Linked DNA regions of Ovis aries: region 2 is linked to region 1. The links are chromatin contacts, called in public Hi-C maps. All regions are on one chromosome and are shown on one strand. The core of a region is the stretch at or near the end of the contact, and the rest is flanking DNA. Distances in the headings are between cores, read along the strand shown. Region 1 holds the start of EPAS1 (endothelial PAS domain protein 1). Region 2 has its middle 65 kb from the start of EPAS1.

Region 1 (4,781 bases), core at 1,709-4,208:
AAATCCTGGTTAGAAAGATGGGCAGGCTGGCCATGAGAAGGATCTGTTAATATGGTTGATGTGTTCTTGTCTGATGCTTTATCTTTCTTCTTTTTTTAACACAAGTTAATTTCATAAGCTCAACCTTGTTGAGATGTTCTCTTTGGGTTGGAGGTGTCAGTTTGCTACTGGCAAGCACAGCTAAGGACTTAAGAGATTTCTCCTTGCTCTGGGAATGCAAGGTTTTGGGCACCTGAAAGTTGTCAAAGTACATGTTTTTTTTTCCCACTCCAGTCCCAAGTGAGGTGAATAAGCTTAATGCTAATTAATGGAGAACTGTCTCACCAATCGTTTGGCTGGAGAAACCCAACATGAAATTAACTCGTTCCTAAAACCCACCAAAGAATTGATGCTTTTGAACTGCGGTGTTGGAGAAAACACTTGAGAGTCCCTTGGACTGCAAGGAGATCCAACCAGTCCATCCTAAAGGAAATCAGTCCTGGGTATTCATTGGAAGGACTGATGTTAAAGCTGAAACTCCAGTATTTTGGCCACCTGATGCAAAGAGCTGACTTATTTCAAAAGACCCGGATGTTGGGAAAGACTGAAGGCAGGAGGAGAAGGGGACGACGGAGGATGATATGGTTGGATGGCATCACCAACTCAATGGACATGGGTTTGGGTAAACTCCAGAAGTTGGTGATGGACAGGGAGGCCTGGCGAGTAGCAAAGAGTCAGACATGACTGCGCGACTGAACTGAACTGAAAACCCACCAACACCAAGAAAAGGTTCCCTAGAGGGACTTGCAATTTTTTGTTTGAATTTCCTAACTTCGGGCCTGATATTTGATTTCAAAGTCTGTGTGCACAGTGCTCAGCAACCCTAGGGAAATGAGAAAATATGCCTGTTTCCCCAGTTCTCTGCTGGTTTTTTCACCTATTCCTATTCTGCTTTCCAGTGCCTTCCAAAGGCTCCTGAAAAGTACTCCCACCCCTCTTATGGCTTGCAAGGGGGCAAACACATGTTTATTTTGTATTTTGGTGGTGACAAAAACTTATACCAAACTCTTATGTATCTTATTTCTTGATACTTCCTTTTGTATTATGTTTTAAAAAACATAAACACCCCCTTGACCATTTTAAGCATACAATTCAGTATTGTTAATATGTTCACATTGTTCATCGTCTAGAACTTTTTCATCCTGCAAAACTAAAACTCTATACATATTAAGCATGAATCCCTCACACCACCCCCTTCTGGTTTGTTTCTTCTATGAATCTGACTGGAAACGTCAAGAGTGGAATCACACAGCGTTTGCCTTTTTGTGACTGGCTTTTTTCACTTAGCCTAACAGTACTGAAGGTGCCTTACAGCAGATTATTTTTGTATAAAATGTGGGGAAACTAAGGGTGGGGGGAGGAACAGCAAGGCTTAGGGTCCTAGGGTGGACGAGTTCCACCACCCTTGCTTTCTCTTCTCTTCAGCTCACACCTGTGAAGCCCGTGCCCTTCTCAAATGAGCTTCAAAGATTAAAATCCTCCCGGTCCCTTCCAGAAATATCCCTGCTGGATCACTGCCATGTAGGTAGGGAATAGGGTGGGATTCTTGGGAGAGCAGTCAGCGACAGCACAGAGCAGAGGATCCCCAGCGGGTGCGGGTCCCTGTTAGTGTTAGTCGCTCGGTCGTACCCGACTCTTTGCGACCCCATGGACTGCAGCCCTCTGTCCATGAGATTTTCCAGGCAAGGATACTCGAGTGGGTTGCCACTTCCTTCTCCAGGGGATCTTCCCAACCCAGGAATCGAACCCTAGTCTCCTGCACTGCAGGCAGATTCTTTACCAACTGAGCTACAAGGGAAGCCCAAAAGCTGCGGCGCCGAAAGAGCAGCTGGAAAACCTTGGGCTCTGACGGCCCCTGGACCTCTGATCTCCCTACACCTGCAGTCTTTTCGTTACCAGGGCTTCAACTGGACCGCGGAGATACATTGGGCAGGCCTGAAATTATGCGATTTGAGGACACGCTGTCAACTATTATCCCGAGATCACGCTATAAAACCAGACTCCTTCTCCAATTCTGAACTGGCCCGGACCCGCGCGGTGGTGGCCGGGTGTTGGGAGCTGGGCGAGGCAAGCCAGAGCGTCCGAAAGACCTTCGAACAGGCATCCCCTCCAGCTCGGCGCAACCCCGCAGGCAACCGACGTGCCAGGTGAAAGAAGAGAAGAGCAGAGGCAGCAGTAACTCAGTTTCACTGCACTGTTTCCCCGGATCCGACAGGCACAAGGGATCGGTCTCCCTGCCTCTCTCTCTCGGGGCTGCTAAGCTAGCTGCGTTCTGCCGGAAAAACACATCGCCCCAGACCGAGCGCAGCGTTTGGGACCTCGGAATTACCCCCCGACCCGATGGCACAGGCAGCGGGGCGAGGGACGCGGGAGCGCGGCATCGCCGAGTGGCTCTATGAAGCGCGGGGCCCCGGGCGCTCGCGGTTGAGCCGGGGTCCCAAGGACAGGGCAGAGGTGGGAGGACCCGGGCTTACGCGAGCACAGGCGCGCCTGCAAGCACCCCCCGGAAACCCGGTCCTCGCCGCCGCTTAGCCCCACCAAGGTGCGCCTCCTCGGTGCGGAGTCCCACCTACCTCCCGCCACCCCGCCGACCTCATAAACAACTTCGCTAACCGCAGAGGGCGGAGGCGGGGCGGGCGGGCCGCGGCCGAGCCGCGCGCGGGGGCCGCGGGGCGGGCCGGGGTCAGGGCACAGGCTGCGGCCGCGCCTCCCGATTGGCCGGGACGCCGAGGGCTGCCGCGGCGCGCGGCGCGGGCGGGGCGGGGGCACGGGGGCGGGGCGGGGCGGACGGGGGCGGGGCCTGCCTGCCTGCGCGAGCCCGCCCCCGGCCCCCGCCCGCGGCGCCCGCGCCCCTCGCGCCCTCCCCACCCCCGCTGGCCGCCGGAGTTTTTAAAGTGGGCTGACCGGCCCGCGAGCCCGACATTCGGGAGCGGCCCGACGCACAGCTCCGGCGCCCGCCGCCTCCCGCCCCAGCTTTCCTGAGGCGGCCGTACAATCCTCGGCAGTGTCCTGAGACTGTATGGTCATAGCCTCCGCGTCTGCCCGGCCCCGGACTCTGCCAACTCCCGTCGTTTTCAAGCCGCTTCTTGTATTTTGAAAACCCAGAAAAGCGACTCCTGACTTCTTTTCGAAGGAAAAAGAAACTTCAGCCCCCTGCTCGGTGCCCACCGCCCCCCACTTTTTTTTTTTGCGTTTGACAGCGTCCTTCCACTCCTTTCCCGACCCCGCCTCCCGGTACAGGTTCCTCCCCGTCACCGTTCTCCACCCCCTTCCCGCGCACCGAGCCTGCCGCCCGCAACTTCCACCTGACCGTGCGGACGCTCGGGACCTGCGAGCACCTGGCACCTTTCACATCGGCGTGGGCCTCGAGGAGTGGGCTAGGGCCACAGCGAAAGTAGCGGCTGCAGCCCCCGCCGGCCCTGGAGCTCAGGTGTTCGGAGCCTCAAAGGGCCCCAGCGACAATGACAGCTGACAAGGAGAAGAAAAGGTAAGCGGGCGTCCGAGCCGGCAGGGGAGTTGGTCCGGGGTGGGGGTGGCGGGGCCCCGCGGGACCGCCGCTGGGAGAGGAGCGCGGAGGGGAGTTTGAGGACCCAGGGATCGATTTGGAAGGTTTGGCAGGGGAGCGCAAGTGTCCAGTCTGGGGACGCGCCGCTCCGGCTTCGCGGTCGAGAGTTCTGTGGCCCGAAGGAGTCGGGAATCTGCGCGGACAACGAAGCCAGGAAATGGCCCTAGAGGTCGGAGGTGCTTCCGAGGTACCTTCCAAAATCCATCCGCCTCCAAACCCCGCACCAGACTCACGCCGCCAGCTTGTTGAAACGTTTGTTGGTTGACTCGCTCAAGTCAACTTTCTCACGGCCCACTTGAGGGGCAGCATCCACTCTTTTCCTCGGGACCCGTGGGGTCCTTCTAAATGAGCTCTGCCCGCGCTGCCTCCCGGCACTGGCAAGGGGCCGGAGGCAGAATGCAGCGCTGGGACGGGCCCCGGCAGAGCTGCCAGGGAGCAGTGAAGGGACCCACTCCAGGGCTCCAGACCCCACGGAAGCTGGAAGAAGTCCCTTTCCTCATCCCGCAGCTTGCCTCGGCGGGAGAGTGGGTAGTGGGCCCGGCTGCCTCGCGGAAGCAACTGTCTTCGCGTGTGGGGAGGGGATGGCGACACCGGGCACTCCGGCAGGTCCCGGTGTCTCTCTCCCAAGAGGACAGAGAAGGGCAGCCACGATATGTCCGCCTGCCCTCGCCAGCCTCTCGGCACTGGGTGAGAGGCAACGCGGGCCAACTCTCACTGCCCTCCTGCCCTCTCCCGGCGAGGGTGAGAGCGCACGGCGTGGCGCGCAGACGTGGGAACCACCTTGCCTCCTGCAATCGTGCGCGGCTTGCAGCCTGGCTCCCCTTTCCTCTCAACCTCACTCGTGCCGCCCCAGCGAGCTGGAGCTCTCCGCCCAGTATTCGACAGTGGCTGGCGGGGCTGGAGTACGGGGAACTGTAATCGAAAGCGTGGTGGGCTGGCTGAAGGATCTGAGCCTCCGGAAATCAGCTGCTGGGTGGTTGTACGGTGGTTCGGAGATGAGGAACCCAGCCGCGATGGGCGGGCGTGACTGGCTTCGAACTGGGGAGCCCAAAGAGCTCAGTGTTTGGGTCGATTTACTCGTGTTCCGACTTCGGGACCGGAGCCAGAAACCGTGTATCCTCTGGTCGAAAGCGGCGGTTCCCATCTCGGGGCACCGATAAGGATTTGATAAACAGGA
Region 2 (4,781 bases), core at 1,301-3,800, 65 kb before region 1:
TTAAAAAGTATATAATCCTTAACAACAACAATTTTAAAAGCCCTAGAAATTAATATCCCCCATTTCTTTTCCCAGCTGGCCTGGAATTCCCTGACCCAATAAGACCTCAGCAGATTTATCCTGGACTAGAATTCAGGAGACCTGGGTGCCAGTCCTGGCTCAGCTCCTCACTAGTTGGATGACCTTGAGTAAATCCTTTGCCTTTCTTAGATCTTTTCCTCAGCAGTCACAAGGGGCACAGCACCTTTCCTATCTACCACATGGGATTATTTTGAGGAGTAAATGAAGTAATCAGTGTATAACTCATAATCTGTAAAGACTACAAAAGTGAAAAGGCTTTTATTTTTATAATGAGAAGGATCTTTTTAGAAGTTAAGTTTCTGTTCTCTGGTTTTCTCAGAAAGAAGGGAAGCCTGGGTATTTATTCAATAAACCTTGAATGCCTTTCTGGACTGGGTAATATGCCAGGGGCTGGTGATCCAAAGTCGAATGTGATGCAATTCTTGCTCTCAAAGAATTCAGAGTTTGGTAGAGGACACAGCTAATAATTGCAATAAGATGTGAGAAATGCAATAGAATGGTTGTAGATGAGGAATGATGGTACAGCTATCTCTGATTGGGAAGGCATCACTGAAAAGGTGATATTTGGTTTGAATCTTAACATGTGTGTGTGCTAAGTCACTTCAATCATGTCTAACTCTTTGCCACCTTATGGACTGTAGCCCACCAGGCTCTTCTGTCCATTGGATTCTCCAGACAAGAATACTGGAGTGGGTTGCCATGCCCTCCTCCAGGGGATCTTCCTGACCCAGGGATCAAACCCACATCTCTTATATCTCCTGCATTGGCAGGAGCATTCTTTACCACTGGCGCCAGCTGGGAAGCCCCAGTGAACACAGTCTGTCAATTGAACAATTGCCCTGTTGCCCGGTTGAACCCAGGCAATGACCAAACTTGGACCAATTTCTCACCAATATTTACCAAATTTTTCCTGTGTTGTTATAGTACACATTTCTGCCACATTAGGTACATTGAATACCTCACAGTTTACAGAATTCTGAAATGCTGTGGGTATAAAACCAGAGATTATGTGTATGCTCAAAATAGTAATACAATTATTAATTAATTCAATATTCTGTTTATACTAGTTAGGGTTTGTTGGGCTTTTTGGATAACATGATTAATTTACCAGTCAATACAGATAATCACTACCAAGTTGATATTTTATGATTATTTTCATTCTCCCCACCATCCACCCCACCCCCCAACAAATCAGAAACTTGCTCCCATCTGCCCATCCTATTGGAAAATATTTGTGAAAAGACACTAACCATGGGTTTGGTGTGTTTCCCTCAAAGGAATACGTGCCCTGGGGTTCCAGAAGGTGGTATGAGTACCTACACACAAAGAATCACAACAATGTTTTAGCTTCAGAGCTTACATTAGGAGAAGTACTGAAGGACCTCTTATTGGCCACCAAGTCTTGCAAGATCATTACGAATTACTTTTCCTCATTGTCATAACAGCCCTGTTTCCCCTCTTACTATCGGTGAGAGAACAGAATTACCTGACTAGTTAGTGGCAGAATCAAATTCAAACTCCAGGCTATGATCTTGTACACTCATTCACAGCTCGGTTTTCACAGCAATGCTGGGAAGTGGGCAAGAAGGAACATTATCCCTAGTTAGGATGGGAAACTGGGACTTGGAAAACTTTGCCAGGTACCCCACAGCTAGGCTTCCGGGCTCTGGCTCTGCTAGGGGCTGTTACCTGAAGGTCAGGGTCAAAGCCCTCACTGGCAGCAGAGGAATTTCTCTGGGGTAGGGCTCTCTCCCTGGCATTCTCAAATCTCATCTCGGGAAGCAGCTGCCCACTGGGCCTTGGTGTCAGGTCTGCCCTGGCTGGGTTGGGGACCCTGGCTATGTTGGAAAGTTCTTGGGAAGGAGATACCTCTCCTTGTCTGAGTGTCTTAAGGTGGTCTGGGGGCTGTTTACCAGAGTCTTCCCCAGGTTAACATTCTTCCAGCCTTTGTTCATGAAACGACAGGGATACTGGAGAAGAGTGTGTGCTTTTGGCCTGAGATGTATCTGGGGTGATAGAGAATAGCTTCCTCTGTGATGGGCTGCTTGGGTTCATTCACTGAGAATGGACCCTTTGTGGGGTTGCAGAGAGGAGTAACTGAGGAGCTAGAACAGTGCTTAGCCAGGATGATGTTGCCTCTGAACACACATCACCTCATGACCTCCTTCAATGTGCTGCTCAGACCCACTGATTCTTTTGTCCTCTCTCCAGCTATCTTTCTTCATCTCTGCCTCTTACCTTCTGTCTCTGCACATCTGTCTGTCCTGGCTTTCTCTTCCTCCTTCCCTCCACACGTACCCCACACCATCCTTCTCCCTCCCCTTCCACTGCCTTCTTCGCTTTCTATCCTCAACCCTTTTGCCTTGTCTCCTGCTTTGCCTGCCTCACGCAGACCTACACACATTCAGGATTCCTTGTTCTCCCCGAGGAGACTTTTTAATCACTTCTGTTAAAAAGTAGGTGAGTTGCACTCTTCAGACATTAAGGAAGAAAAAAAAAAAACAGTCATCTTAATTTAACCTTTTTTTCGGCCCACTGGCCTGTGGCTGGAGCAAAAATAGGTCTCCCCGCTTCTGGCACATACACACCCAAGCTGTAAGCCAGCCCAGTTGGCAGATACACTGCGGGGGCCAGAATCCTGTTACCCAACTAAGGGCTGGTGCCAGAGCTCCAAGCCCAGTCAGGCCTCCCAGCCAAGGGCGTGCATCCGTCTAAGGCCTGAGGGGGGTTGGGGGCACCAGGGTTCTTGCCCATCTGGCCCTCAGGTTGTGGCGGGTGCTGGTCAGCTGCCCCCTGCCCTTCCTCAGGGGCTGCCGTAGGGGTTCGGCTGGAACCCAGCCCTGCCTGAGTTTGTCACCATGCTGGGTGACACCTCACAGCCGGGGCCAAGCTGTCCAGTTAGTGCCCAGGCTAGCACCATTAAATTTATTGGACTAACATTTGAATGAGGATTTAGACTTACATAATGTTCTTACCTCATAACGACCTAGTAAAGGAGGTTTTATTGAGTCTTTATAATGACCAAACTGAGGCTCATAGAGGTTAAGTTATTCAGTTAAGGATGTAGCTGGTACTTGGGACTCTGGAATTTCTTATCCCAGTGTCCCCAGAACAGGTTCCAGAGCCTAAACGGGCAACTTTCCCAGGCTCTTCTCCTTGGGGGCACTATCCCAGGAGGTGGATACGATCTCTAATCTCAAGGCTGGTCACAGGGCAGAAGTTTGCTGGCTGTGGTGGACTGTGGACATGTAGGCCAGAGTGTACCCACACGAGTGTGAGGTCCTCTGCAATGCAAGACATTGCTAGGAGTGGGGAAAAGATGAGCGTGGACTAGGGGCCTGGGACTGGGGCCTCATCTGCCAGAATCACCACCTTCATTCAGGCCTCAGCTCCCAGGAATCTGAAAGTTGTCAGTTGGAACCTGGCATTTCAGATCACTGTGAATGTGTGGGGTTAGGAGGATGAAACAGATTTCACTTACCAGTGTGCTGACTCAATTTATACCTGAAATATTGAGATTTATATTAGCTAGGCTGACACTAGACTTAGAGGCTCTGGGCCCCATAAGTGTTGGAGATGAGTCTGGTGAGCACATTTTATATGTTTATTGCTGGCTGGGATGTCCTCTTGTGTGAAGTTCCTGTTCAAGCCTGTTGCCCACTTTTTCATGGGGACCTCTCAATCACATTTGGATGTCTTGGTGCCTCTACCCTTCAGGAAATTCCTTATCTAGACCCAGGAGGAAGGCAGAGTTCTAGACAGCATCACTCAGCTTATGGCTTCATCTCATCCCACAAGAGGCTGGCCATGCTTTATAGCTGAAAAGATGCTTGTCGCACCTGCCCGTTTTCAGGGTCCTGACCCAAATCTCCACCCTGAGCTCACCTGAATGTCATAGAAGCTCCTTCAGCTTTACCCAGTCTCTCTCCCAAACCGTTCCTCCCCATGTTTCTATACCCAGGGGTCTTTGACTGTATTCTCTCACCCCTAAACCCCATCTACCTATCACCAAATCAGATCAGTCTCACCTCTGTAAGGTCTCTGAAGACCATTCATGGTGCTCTGCCCCACAGCCACCACCCCTGTCCTGTTTCAGCCCCTCTCTCCTGGATCCAGAGAGAGCCTCCCAACCTCCGTTCCCTCCTCCAGCCTTGCCCTGCTCTATCCCACTCTCCATACTGCTTCCTAAACAGCTCAAAATATATTCCATGTGCCCCACTGCCTGTAAACTAGAACTCCAGCTTCTCAGCCTGCCCTCCAAGGAGACTGATTCCTTATCAAGTTAGGTGCCCAGAGTAGGTGGTCTCCTGCAGCAGGTGTGGGGAGGCAGGTGAGGATGGCAATGCAAACCTCAACCGTGTGGCTAGACCTGGAAAAAGCCAGGAAGAGCCTCCAAGAAAGACCACAGTGGACAGGAGCCAGGGCTTAGAGGCTGGAGTACAGTCTAGGGGCTCAGAACTTGGGCCACCCGTTCAGCTCTTGCACTCAGTGTCTTGCCACAGGAGATGCAGTCTTTCTCTTTCCTCTCTGCCCTTTTCCTTTTACTCTCACCACAAACTAATAATCTTTCTTTCTCTTTCTCTCCTTTAACATCCACCACCACCTGGCACAGGACAAGGATCTATTGACCCAATCAGTCCCAATATTCTCTGGGCAGAGAGTTCTTGCCAGACTACTGTGTGGACAGGACTTGGAGCAGG

Evidence for each region. Hi-C and Micro-C count contacts between places; a contact is called where the count stands out from the background.
Region 2: a contact with region 1 is called in a Hi-C map of liver, with 2.9 times the contacts expected there. The contact joins the enhancer-like site here to the promoter of EPAS1 in region 1. A contact is called at or near these places in 2 of 16 Hi-C or Micro-C datasets (liver and tail adipose tissue).

Annotation. Positions count from the first base shown.
Region 1 is chr3:78,053,784-78,058,564 of ARS-UI_Ramb_v3.0, reverse strand. EPAS1 (endothelial PAS domain protein 1) reads left to right here and starts at 2,958. Exons shown (of 16, transcript XM_015094403.3): 1 at 2,958-3,526. The coding sequence starts at 3,501.
Region 2 is chr3:78,118,075-78,122,855 of ARS-UI_Ramb_v3.0, reverse strand. No RefSeq gene overlaps it. Among named protein-coding and RNA genes, the nearest start is that of EPAS1, 65 kb to the right of the region's middle. Within about 2 kb of position 2,550, at least 6 of the 54 cell types and tissues checked have an H3K27ac peak or open chromatin away from gene starts, as enhancers often do. A contact at or near this core is called in liver, where this site is marked.